Regions from separate parts of the Mus musculus genome. Here regions 2 and 3 are each linked to region 1. The links are chromatin contacts, called in public ChIA-PET maps. All regions are on one chromosome and are shown on one strand. The core of a region is the stretch at or near the end of the contact, and the rest is flanking DNA. Distances in the headings are between cores, read along the strand shown. Region 1 overlaps Setd5 (SET domain containing 5). Region 2 holds the start of Emc3 (ER membrane protein complex subunit 3). Region 3 overlaps Prrt3 (proline-rich transmembrane protein 3).

What was found. ChIA-PET counts read pairs in DNA pulled down with a chosen protein or histone mark.
Region 2: an RNA polymerase II ChIA-PET map of memory CD8 T cells shows a contact between it and region 1, with 12 read pairs. The contact joins the promoter of Emc3 here to the enhancer-like site in region 1. A contact is called at or near these places in 5 of 39 promoter capture datasets (the C10 cell line, cranial neural crest, embryonic stem cells and 2 more), 1 of 484 Hi-C or Micro-C datasets (the THB-7 cell line), 2 of 115 datasets of contacts at active chromatin or transcription factors (bone marrow-derived macrophages and memory CD8 T cells) and 1 of 9 other capture datasets (embryonic stem cells).
Region 3: a contact with region 1 is called in an RNA polymerase II ChIA-PET map of memory CD8 T cells, with 8 read pairs. The contact joins two enhancer-like sites. A contact is called at or near these places in 1 of 39 promoter capture datasets (the C10 cell line), 2 of 115 datasets of contacts at active chromatin or transcription factors (memory CD8 T cells and pancreatic cancer cells) and 1 of 9 other capture datasets (adipose tissue).

The regions. Positions count from the first base shown.
Region 1 is chr6:113,140,247-113,144,168 of GRCm38.p6, forward strand. Setd5 (SET domain containing 5) reads left to right here. Exons shown (of 22, transcript NM_028385.1): 18 at 3,367-3,837. Among named protein-coding and RNA genes, the nearest start is that of Lhfpl4, 53 kb to the right of the region's middle. Within about 2 kb of position 1,630, at least 27 of the 459 cell types and tissues checked have an H3K27ac peak or open chromatin away from gene starts, as enhancers often do. A contact at or near this core is called in memory CD8 T cells, where this site is marked.
Region 2 is chr6:113,529,512-113,533,433 of GRCm38.p6, forward strand. It overlaps Emc3 (ER membrane protein complex subunit 3), which reads right to left and starts at 2,127. Exons shown (of 8, transcript NM_175101.3): 1 at 1,817-2,127. The coding sequence starts at 1,971. It overlaps Fancd2 (Fanconi anemia, complementation group D2), which reads left to right and starts at 2,171. Exons shown (of 44, transcript NM_001033244.3): 1 at 2,171-2,237.
Region 3 is chr6:113,492,493-113,496,414 of GRCm38.p6, forward strand. Prrt3 (proline-rich transmembrane protein 3) reads right to left here. Exons shown (of 4, transcript NM_001289700.1): 4 at 1,147-3,573. The coding sequence ends at 1,799. Creld1 (cysteine-rich with EGF-like domains 1) reads left to right here. Exons shown (of 10, transcript NM_133930.2): 10 at 195-851. The coding sequence ends at 409. Among named protein-coding and RNA genes, the nearest start is that of Prrt3, 7.5 kb to the right of the region's middle. Within about 2 kb of position 2,174, at least 235 of the 459 cell types and tissues checked have an H3K27ac peak or open chromatin away from gene starts, as enhancers often do. A contact at or near this core is called in memory CD8 T cells, where this site is marked.

The DNA of each region.
Region 1 (3,922 bases), core at 380-2,879:
CACCATTCTCATAAAAACAGCTTTGCCATCCTACCAGTCATACCATCATTCTGATAGCAAGGCTCTTTCCTGTTTTTGAGTACAGAAGGGTTGGTTTGCAACCTTTTTTTCATCAGAAACTATAGCAGGGGGTTGGGTGCTTTGGGTATACATCTATTATTTGAAGACACCAAAAGTTTGAGCCCACTCTGAGCTACATTAGCAAGACCCTGTCTTTTAAAAGGAAAGAATATATTGAAAGATGATATAATACAAATTTTATTTCCATATTGTTTTTTAAACATAAAATTATTATTTGAAAGAAGAAAATGTTGAAATAAACTTGTCTGTTAAACGTTAAAAAGAGCTGGGCGTGGTGGCGCACACCTTTAATTCCAGCACTCGGGAGGCAGAGACAGGTGGATTTCTGAGTTCAAGGCCAGCCAGGGCTACACAGAGAAACCCTGTCTCAAAAAACCAAAACAAAACCAAAAAAAGCTAAAAAAAAAATATTAAAATGCAGGCTAGAGTGATGACTGCCATTAAGAGCACTGGCCATTCTTTCAGAGAACCCAATTTTTAATTCCCATAACACCCATATGGTTCCTCACAGCTATCTGTTACTCTAGTCTCTAGGGATTTAATGCCCTCTTCTGACATTTCCTGGCATTGTGTGCATGTTTTACACAGGCACACAGGAAGGCAAACCACTTGTACACCTAAAGTAAAAATAGTATTTTTAAAAATTTGTGAAAAATAAAGTAGCAGTGAAATATCAATAAGTGTCAGGAGTAAAACCAGCTCCAAGTGGAAAGGAAAAACCTTGAATAAGAAGCGTGTTCATATCTAGAACTGAGGGGATGAGGTACACAGTCACAGAGAAGGAGGGGAAAGAATCTAGAAGAAGGAAAACAAGAGCCCTGTGCTTTGTACACCCAGCACCCTCCCCATTCTAAAACATTGCTATCCACCTTGTTTTGCTGAAGCAGCTCCATTTATATATCCTAGCATAGCATAGCCCACGTCTGTTTTCTGGGCCTCAGTTGTTGATAGTCTGTATATTGAGAACTTTCCCTTTTCCCCAGTGCCTGGTACAGAGTCCTTGTCATAGCTGCTATCATCACTTTCATGTTACCCTTCACACCATCACCTCAAGAGCTCACTCTCCAGTTCCCATGTGTTAGAGAGGTATTACCTCAGCAAAATGTTCTGTCCTATGAAAGTCACAGAAAAAATACACATATACATGGTATTGGGGTGGGAGGGTGCTTTGTTTGTTTTGTGATCCAGTAAGTACAATGGATTTTTAACTCTGTTAGATGTGTGCAGGTGTATAACAGTCACTTGAGAGGAACTGATCATAGTTCACAGGTATACCCCTAAAGCTAGTAAGAGAATAAAGAAAAGAAAGATTATAATCAGAGGAAGTATGGGGTGAAGAAACAGAGTTCCTCTAGGAAGAATAAGGAGTAGGTTGTGCCCCACCATAAGAAACACTGTGAGCCCTCTAAAATGATTCACCTAATTCTTTCCTGAGTTCTAATTGAGGTGTTCATTGATAGCATGAAACATTATAAGTCCTTTCTAAGGTACCAGGAAGCATTTAGCTGAACTAACCACTTTGTGGAAGTGAGTTCTGCAGTTAAACATTTACCATATGCATAAACATTAACCATCCTCACCACCAAATCCCTCCCTAAAAAGTGTGGCAAACAGCCATGCTTATCGTTACTTTCTGTTTTGCTTCTTGACTCTGAGAAGATAAATAACAAGATACTTTTTCCTCCTCTAGAACATCTCCTCCCCTGAGGGTTCCCCTGCACATAGGCCTAAGCCCCTGTCACCAGAGGTAGTTACCATACCATCTCAATCACATGCAGGCTGAGAGTGAGTGCACAAGGGTGGTCCTGAATTGGGGGGTGAGGGGGCTGGACTGGAGGGTGGCCTCTCATTCACAGCAAATAGAGTGGATCTTATATAAAAACTGACTGCACAGGACCGTGGGGAAATGAGTAGCTGTTTTTATGTTGTGGGGTTGCTTTTGTTGTCATTTGGGAGAAGGAATGGCTGAAGAGTTTCATTAAAGAGAATCTTCAGAGGATGTAGATTCTATGTGCATGAGAGCATTGTTAGAGAAAGTCATGAATAACATCCTCCTGTTAACAAGGAAACTGGAGTTGGTCGACACTGTCTCAGTATCATGTCAGCAATGTATAATTGGGGTTAAACTGACAGCTCACACGGCTGGGTGTCTGGGCTTTGGGTGACAGATGAGCAGCTTCCTTTAGGGAATCCAGCGTTCTCTGGCTTTCCTTCATTTCCTCTGGAGTGCCTAGTTGGGTGTAAGTATGTAAGGAAGCTTAAGCCCAAGCTCTGGGTTACAAACCTTCTCTTGTGCAGAGGCTGGGATACAGTTTGTGTGCAGTGATTTATACCTCTTAGGATACCAATTTCAGTACTTTGCTAAGAAACCCTCCTACCCTAAAGATCCAAAATCATGATTTCAGTGTTAGCAGTTATAATAAGCTTTAGACATGTAATTAATTATTAACCCTATAAATCTACATGGAGCTTTTTTTCTCTGTACCTTTTCAAAATTAACTGGCCTTTAGTCTCACTTTCCAAAATAATTAGGGCCCTACTCCCTGACTAATCACCAAATTCTCAGTCAGTAGGATATTCTGTAGATCATCATGAAACTGAAAAGATTATATTCCACTAGTTTATTGTTAACTTCCTGAGTATTGTGAGTCCATCTTGTTGGGAAAGTATAGATTGCTCTGTCTTGGGTTGCTAAAGATTCAATATTAGAAAGGCTTTGATAACTGATCTGTCTAGTTAAGGGAATGTTGGTGTTAAGCGATACAGATAAGCAGTAATGGGTCGGTTTTATCACTGGTGCATTTCAGCCTTTGATATGCTTTTTGGCGGTAGGCTTTAGCAGTTCTTTGATAGATTGATAGACAGCAGAGGACACGGAATTGAACAGACAGAATGTTGCATGAGAAACATAATCCAAGGTACAAGTAAATAAGGAATGGATTCGTTGCAACCTTTAATGCTATTCTCCTAGTGAGTAATTTACCATGCTTGGCTTTTCAACTACCTCCTGCTTTTCTCCACCTTCCCTTACACCTTCCATTGAAACTAATTTAATAATATATAACATCAGAAGCCAGCAACTTAAGACCTTTCTGTGGTGTGTGTGCTTGGGGCTCAGATACATCCCTGGCTACACTGCCAGCCCCACATATGCTGTCAAACGATGTGATGAAGGCTGAGCAGAGTAGTCATGTTTGCAGAATTGCCTGATGCCTTCATTCCCTTTTTGCCCTTTGACTTTTTCTGTTATACCATGTCCCATATCTCTGTTGATTTTTATTTCAGCTTTGTCACCGAAAAGACCTAGATTTGACAAAAGTGGGATTCCCAGACTCCAGCACTCACAGCTGCGCTGATAGGCCCTCCCTGCTTAACTGCAATCATCCTGACCTGGCTTCTCATCCCTCTGTTGTTCCCACCTCCGAGGCTGGCTTCCCAAGCAGGAGTGGAGATGGTCCTCAGACCTTGCTGAGAAACTCAGACCAGGCGTTTAGGACAGAGTTCAATTTGATGTACGCCTACTCCCCTTTGAATGCTATGCCTCGAGCAGATGGACTGTATAGAGGGTCTCCCTTGGTGGGAGACAGGAAGCCTTTACATTTAGATGGAGGATATTGTTCCCCTGCTGAAGGCTTTTCCAGCAGATATGAACATGGCTTTATGAAAGACCTCTCTCGGGGATCCATGTCACCTGGTGGTGAAAGGACCTGTGAAGGAGTCCCATCTGCTCCTCAGAACCCACCGCAAAGGAAAAAGGTAAGTATTCATGTTACTCTTTTAAAGAATATTAGTCAGATAATTCAGAACTTTCTAAGCTCCAGTGCATAACACTTGTCCTACT
Region 2 (3,922 bases), core at 877-3,376, 390 kb after region 1:
AATAGTCATAGTGGGCACTGTTGGGAAAAAGAAAGAACCTAGGCTTGGGAACCACGAGATTTAGCTTAAAGTCATGAATTGTCATCATCCATTACTATTACGGAACTCTGTTAAAGTCTCAGTTTCTATAAAATGAGGACAGTATCAACCACATTGAGTTGCTTTTTGGTTTTAAATAAATTAACAAATGTTAAGTCCTTATCATTGTACCTGCTTAGAATGTTTCATAAAGCTGGCTTATTATTATTATTGCTGTTGTTATTATTATTATCAGCAGCAGAATAAGGAAAGACAAAAAAAAAAAAAAAAAAAAAGACAATCGAAAATACCCAAGCTGGACATTTTGGGGGACAGACTCTCATGTGCACCAGCCTGACCTCCAGTCTATAGGTAGCTTGCTTGAGCTTCTGATCTTCCTACCTCCATCTTTGAGTCCTGGCATTACAGGCTTACACTGCCATAGCTGGCTTATGCTGGGGTAAGGAACCCAGGGCTTCAAAGCCAGCTGTCCAAGCACTGTACCCAACTGAGTTACATCACAGCCTCATTGCAGAAGAAGTGTTTTTAGGGCTGGAGAGATGGTTCAGCCATTAAGAGCACTGACTGCTCTTCCAGAGGTTCTGAGTTCAAATCCCAGCAACCACATGGTGGCTGCAACCATCTATAGTGAGATCTGATGCCCTCTTCTGGTGTGCCTGAACACAGCAACAGTGTGCTCACATACATAAAATAAATCTTTTTTTTTTTAAAGTGTTTTTAATTTAAGGTGATCTTTAAATCACCAGCAAATGGAAATCCAGTATTACTTGCCACAAAAAGAAAGTAACTTTTAAATACGATAAAATGAGGTTTTTTTTTTTTTTTTCTTCTTCTTCTTTTTTTTTGGTTTTTCGAGACAGGGTTCCTCTGTATAGCTCTGGCTGTCCTGGAACTCACTCTGTAGACCAGGCTGGCCTTGAACTCAGAAATCCACCTGCCTCTGCCTCCCAAGTGCTGGGATTAAAGGTGTGTGCCACCACGCCCGGCAAAATGAGGTTTTTGTTTTGTTTTGGTTTTTGTTTTCTGTTCTCTGCAGAAACGTTTGAAACGTTTCTCTTCATTAAAGTGATTCCTATGTGATCTGGACAAGTCAAGGAACCAGCAGCACTGTCTTCAGCTAGTCTCTGAAAATGACTAGAATAAGTGATTGAAAACTGTTACTGATTTTAATGTGAAGTGGCTGAAGTTATGTCAAAGTTCTGTCTCCCACAGAAAAGCACTGTAAGAAGGCAAGTGAGGAGAGGAGGCAGGTGGAATGGTCCATCGCAACTCCTCACACGTCTCTGTGGTAGTCTCCAAGCTTTGGAGGCACTTTATACCTTAGCATCTCAGCAGATCACTACAGTTCTTTGGTAGTGTAGATTATGAAATTCACTTGCCTGGATGTTAGCAGGACTCAAGGGAATATTGCATCTGACTCTCAGTGGGTACTCTTAATAACGGAATGGAGCAGGATAGTTCAGAGAGAACCTCACTGACGGTTGGCAACTAGCCTAACAATATTAAGAACGTTTTCTTAAACACTTAGTACATGCAAGGCCCTGGGCTAAAGGCTTTTAGGTATCATCCAATCTAACATCTACATGCCTGCTCTCTCTATTAGGTAGGTACTGAGATTATTCCCATTTTACTGACAAAAATGAAACACAGCTAACCGCCAAGGTCAACCCGTAGGGGCGCGATGAAAACTCAGTTAAAGTGATACAATCAATCCCTGCACTTTCTTGACCAAGGTCACCCGGGAGTGAGGTCAGCAGGATAGGGTGAGGGTACTGACCTGTCAGACACTTGTTCCTGGGTGAGCTTCTTGTCGCTCTGCAGTAGGATTGACACGTAGTGGCGGATCATGCCCACGAAGAAAGTGATGATAACGATGGGCAGGACCACCCAGAGGCGGATGTTGGAGTCAAGCAGCAGCTCGGGCCCCGCCATCTTCGCTGAGAGTTCGCTGCGGGTCGGGAGGAGTTGGGTTCCTCCCGGCTTTCGGCTCCGGGCCTTCACCCGCCCCTCAGTCTGGCTGGCGTGGAATCTGGGGCAGCCTAGCTTTCTCCGCGCACTGTTTCCAGCTGGGCCGCCAGGCCGTCAACTTCCGGTGCGGGCGAGTAACGTCACGCCACGGCGCGGCTTTGATGGCGTCAGAGCGCCGTTCTTCTAGCGGGAAAGTCGAAAACGAAGGGAAGCAACTGGCGGGTCCCCAGGTTAGTGGCTTTTTAGGCTTTCCTGGGAGCGAGATGGTATCTCTCCGAAGTCAGACGGCCCTGACTTGTTCTAGTGTTTCCCTCTGAAAAGTGGCTGTCAGTGATTACATATTATTGTAGGAAACGCATAATAAGAAATCTCGTATAATAAGAAATTTGAACCTGTTTTTAGTTTTTGAGGCTTTTTTTTTTTTTTTTTTGGCAAGACTTATTTAATGTATATGTATGATTTGACCTTCTGTGTTTATGTGCACCACATGCATATAGGAACCCGAAGGGGCGCAGGATTCCCTAGAACTGGAGTTACAGGCAGTTTTGAGCCGCATGTTTGAATGGGAACTGAACCTGGGTCCTCTGCAAGAGCAGTAAACGCTCTTAATCCCAGAGCTGTCTCACCAGCCCAGGAACGTTAATCCTTAATAGAAACCATTGCCCTAGTCTGGAGAGATGGTTTGGAGGTTAAGAGCACTGGCTGCTTCTCCAAAGGTCCTGAGTTCAATTCCCCTTAACCACATGGTGGCTCATAACCATGTATAATGAAATCTGATACCCTTTTCTGATGTGCAGACAGAACATTGTATACACAGAAAAATAAAGAGAGAGAGAGAGAAGCTGGGTGGTGGTGTCACTTGAGAGACAGAGGAAGTTGGATCTCTGAGTTCGATCAAGGTCAGCCAGTCCTCAGAGTGAGAGAAACCCTGTCTCAAACAAAAGAAAGCAAAACAAAAAAACAAAACCAACCAAATAAAAAACAGTAATAATAATAATAGCCCATAGTCTTGGCTTTTAGGAGGTGGAGGCAGGAGAAGTTGCCTTTGGCTATGTATGAGTTCAAGACCAAACAGCTACACAAGACCCTAGAAGTTGAAAGTAAGACAAAACCCACAGATTCTGGCCTGTCTAAGAACCAAAAATAAATGAACAAAACAAGGAGTACAGATTCTGGAACCAGACTTTTTAGAGTTAGAACCTCAGCCCTTCCCCTGATTAGGAGACTAGTAATGGTATCTTTCTTAAGTTAGCATGTGAGAAATATGTAGATTATAATTAGAGCATATAAGACAAGGTTGTTTGTTTGTTGGTTATTGAGATAGGGCCTCACTGTATATCTGAAGCTGGCCTAGAATGTAACTGGTAACTATGTAGACCAGCCAGTCCAATTTACATGGTGGAATCCTGTCTTAAAAATAAATACGTACTAGAAAAATAGCTCAGTGGTTAAGAACACTTGCTGCTCTGCAGAGAATCTCGGCTCCTTTCCCAGCACCCACATAGTGGCTCATAACTATCTGTAACTTCACTTCTGGGGGCTCTAATACTCTCTTCTGGCCTATGCAGGCATCCAGTGTGTACATGGTCCACAGTCGTATGCACAGGCAAATCATCATACACCTAAGATTTAGATATTTTAAAAATAAAAATGACTGTCCTAGCACACACAAAGCTATGATGTTGAAACGGAAAACGTGTTCAGAAAAATTGTTCCTGCTTTTCTTCACTGCTCCACCTACAGGTAGACTAACGGTCCTCATAAGCTCTCACTCAATTCCCTGGCTTCTCTTCGATTGCAGTCACACAGACGTAGTTCAATACATTAAGACCTTGTAATGCTGTACGCCTCCTGCACGCTGGAATGATGTCTGTCTTGTTTTGCAATGTTTGATGTTTGTCTTGTCTTATACCTT
Region 3 (3,922 bases), core at 924-3,423, 350 kb after region 1:
TTGAGCAGTCCCTTCACCTCCCAGCTTCCTTCGAGCTTAGTGAGGTAGCTCCTGCAAGGCTTTCTCAGTAGTGAATGCTGCTTGTGCTTGGTGAGCTAGGCGGGCCCGGGCAGCCGTGATCAGGCGTGTGGGAGGTGTGGGCAGCTCCGGGAACTGCCAGGAAGGAGGCAGTGACAGGCGCACCTCCTCTGCAGAGTCGGCGGGCTTCTTTGCGGAGATGACGGAGGATGAAATGGTGGTTCTGCAGCAGATGTTCTTTGGTGTAATCATCTGTGCGCTGGCCACGCTTGCTGCCAAGGGTGACTTGGTGTTCACTGCCATCTTCATTGGAGCTGTGGCAGCCATGACTGGGTACTGGTTGTCAGAGCGGAGTGACCGTGTGCTGGAGGGCTTCATCAAGGGTAGATAATCCCTGCCGCCACTCACAGGATTTCCTCCCACCCAGGCTGCTCCTAGAGGTTATTTCTCTCTCCCTATGGATACCTGGGACAGCATAGTTTCTCTTTGAGACTGGGGTAAACACCCTTTTACCTGCCTTACTGAGCAGCCCAGGACCCCAGTGGCCCCAGGGGGTTGAAAAAGAGGTCCTGAAGCAGATGCCACGAGATCCTAGCCTAGGACACTGGCAGGCCTCACCGTGTATGAATCCCAAGACAGTTTCTCCCCAGGGAGGTTGCAGGTGGGCTTTGGCCCCTGACCCGGATGAGAGGTGTCCCCTCAGGGGTGGGCCCCCATAGGCCCCTTGCCAGGTGCATGCTGCCAGCTCCAGCTGTGTATTCACCGCCCACGCCCTAGCCATCGACTTATTTATTCATCTCAGGAAATAAAGGACGGTCTTGAAAATGGGAAAAGCTTCAGTCTTAACAACCCACCACTGCCACTAAAGTGAAGTTTTCTACAGCCCTGGGGAATCATGGGCTGCCATGTTAGAGAAGTGCTGGAAAGGGGCTGGGGAGACAGGGAGGCTGTTAGGAGCAGTTGCTGCCCTTGCAGAGAGACTCCAGGTTCAATTCCCCGCACCCATGCAGTGCCTCACAGCCATCCAGCCTCCAGTCCTAAGGGACTGGACTCAGTCTCTGACCTTGGGTACCAAGCACACACATGGTGCACATAGACATGCAGGCAAAACATTCATACACATAAAATAAATCTACAAAAAACAATGTTTTTAAATAAAAACCAGCAAGAAATGGAGGAAGGGGAAAGATGACAGAGGAACCAGCTTAGGAGTCGGTCTTCCTGGGTTGAACCCCAGCTGTTCTCATTTCCGGAAGTGGGCAGGATACTTTCCGATTAGGCCTTATATGGGGTTTGCAGGAGGTGGGGACTCCACAACAGACGGGTTTTTAGTGAGATAGGGGTGGCTGTACCTACCAAAGCCAGAGGTCTCTGCTGTGAGGAGAGACCCTGGCTTGACCAGAGCGAGGCATGAGCCCAATCGGAAGGGTTTTTATTTCTTTGGCACAAAGAGGACAGTCAGTCTGGACAAGTGAGGTGCATCTCTCCACACTGAGAGGGTCAGGGGTACCTGGCCCCTGGCCCCCATGATCAAATCCATGCACATCCACCCTGTGTTCCGTGTAACTCACGGCCTCTGTGCAAAATATCTGCTGAAAAAAATAGAGATATTAAAAAAACAAAAACAAAAAACGAGTTGGGTAAATTCAAGCCCGGCTGTACCCGGGAGCTGCAGTCTGGTGGAGGCCCGGGAGGGCCAATTTTTCAAATGCTCAACTGTCTTGGCTCAGCCTCTTCTTGTGGACATTGAGGAGAGGGTACAGGTTCTCTCCGTAGGTGCTTAGAGCTCTATAGTGTCACTAGAGGCGCTGTGAGACTCGCTGGACTTGCAACGCGACTGGCCCTCGCCCTGAGGCTCCCCCGCCCGGGCAGGAGCAGGGACTGGGGTAGGTGGTGGCAGCAGCTGCACGGTGCTGGGCAGTTCATCTAGGGGCAGGCTGTCCACGGATGACAGCCCGTGACGCCACGGGTTCCAGCTGATCTTCAGCGAGCCCTTGGAGAAACTGTCCAGGGAGCTGCCCGAAGTCCCCGCGGCCGCCGCGCCGACGGGCGGCTCCATCACGTGCTGCGGGAGCGACGTGCGCAAGCACACCTCGGTGAGCGAGCGGCAGCGGCCTCGGAGCAATGATGTGCCCGCGCCGTCGAGCTCGGCATCGGGCTGGCTGCCGCGGCGAGGCCGCAGGGCGCCCCCTGTCGGCGAGGAGGCCAAGCCACGGAGACCACAGCGTTGGAACACACTCTCTCGAACCAAGTGCTCCCGGAAGAGCGCGGCGTCGATGCTGCGGCTCAAATTGATAGGTGACGGTGGCCGCAGATCCAGCTCGCTCAGCGACGGTGCGGGCCCCACACTGCCCCGGGACATCCTCTGGCCACCTGGACGACCGCGACCCAGCGATGCAGCCGAACCCCAGGGTCCAGAACCAGGAGTGACAGGAAGCCCAGCTTCCCCAGCAGCGTTGCGGATGAGACTTTTGCTGATGTCCAGGCCGCCTGTGCCCAGGCCACTGGGCCCCGCATAGCAGTTATTGGGTCTCTCGGGAACTTCGCTCTTCCCTGTAGGCGCGGGGCACGCCAGACGCAGCAGCTTAGCCCAGCAAGCGTGCTCCGTGGGCGGCCTGGGACGAGTGGCAGCCAGGGCAGCTAGCGCCAGGGCCAGTGCCCAGGTCAATTCCAGCAGGCGCAGCCAGAAGTGCACGCCCCACCAAGCCCAGGAGAAGCGACCCTCCCGGCCAGGCCCTGGGTACAGCCAGAGAGAGGCCGCCAACTGCAGACCACTGGCCAACAGCCCCAGTGAGCCCGCCACAGCCAACAGCCGGGGCCCTGGACTGGCATCCCAGCCCCGAGGGCCTTCCAGCAGGCGTCGACGGCACAGGCAGAGTGTGCCCAGAGCCACTGAGGCGCCCCAGGCGCAAGATAAGCCTTGTGTTAGAAGGTTGAGCACAGGGCTGGTGGAGAACAGGTCTGTAGCCAGCAAACATGTGCCATGCACCGGTGCCACAATTCCCAGCAGCAGCGGCTTCTGCAGAGGCTGTGGCAGACCAGCACCCAAGCCCAGCAGGGTGAGTGCTGCCAGTGCAGTGAGTAGCAAGGGGAAGGGCAAGTTGTATAGCACCAGACCTGCACGTACTCCCAGTCGCGCCTGAGAGCCATAAGGATCCGTGAGCATGTAGGCAGATCGCAGCCCTGAAGCCACCAATACCAGCGCGGCAGCCACTAGTGCTAATCGGGGTCCCGCTAGGGCGGCTGCCACTGTGACCAATGCCAATAATGCTGGAAGCAGGAAAAGCACCCCCACCCCATACACATGAAGCTCCCAGGAGAAACTCAGCACCCGCCGAAGGGGTCCCCAACGCAGGGGAGGTGCGGTGGCATTGGCTGGGGGGCTAGAAGCTGGGATGGGGACTATGGAGCTGGCTGAGGGCTCCGGAGGGAGTGGCTGGCCCAGAGCTCTCTGTGTGGTGACTCTAACGAGACCACGCCGAGATGTCGAGGGGGCCTGGACAGGGGGTGCTGGAGGGTGGCTTTGTGGGCGACCCGGCCAATCCTCGGCTTCATCTGAAATAATAACAACATTAAAAGGGTCCCTCGGGAAGTGCTGTTGAGAGTGGGGGAGGGGTGGAGGTACATGCTTGTAATAGGAGGCAGGGCAGGAGGATCAGGACTTCAAAGCCATCTCCAGCAACCACAATGAGTTCAACATCAGTCTAGGCTACCTGAGACCCCCATCTCAAACAAACAAGAAACAACACAACAGAACCCCAAACAAACACAAAAGTGCTTTTGATTTTTCCATATTCAAAAGTATAGTTGGTAAATTAATTTTCCAAGGTTGTCTGTCAAATGGCGATAATAGCACCTGCCACAGTCATTGGGTCATGGTGAGGGCACATGTCTATCTTGGTTC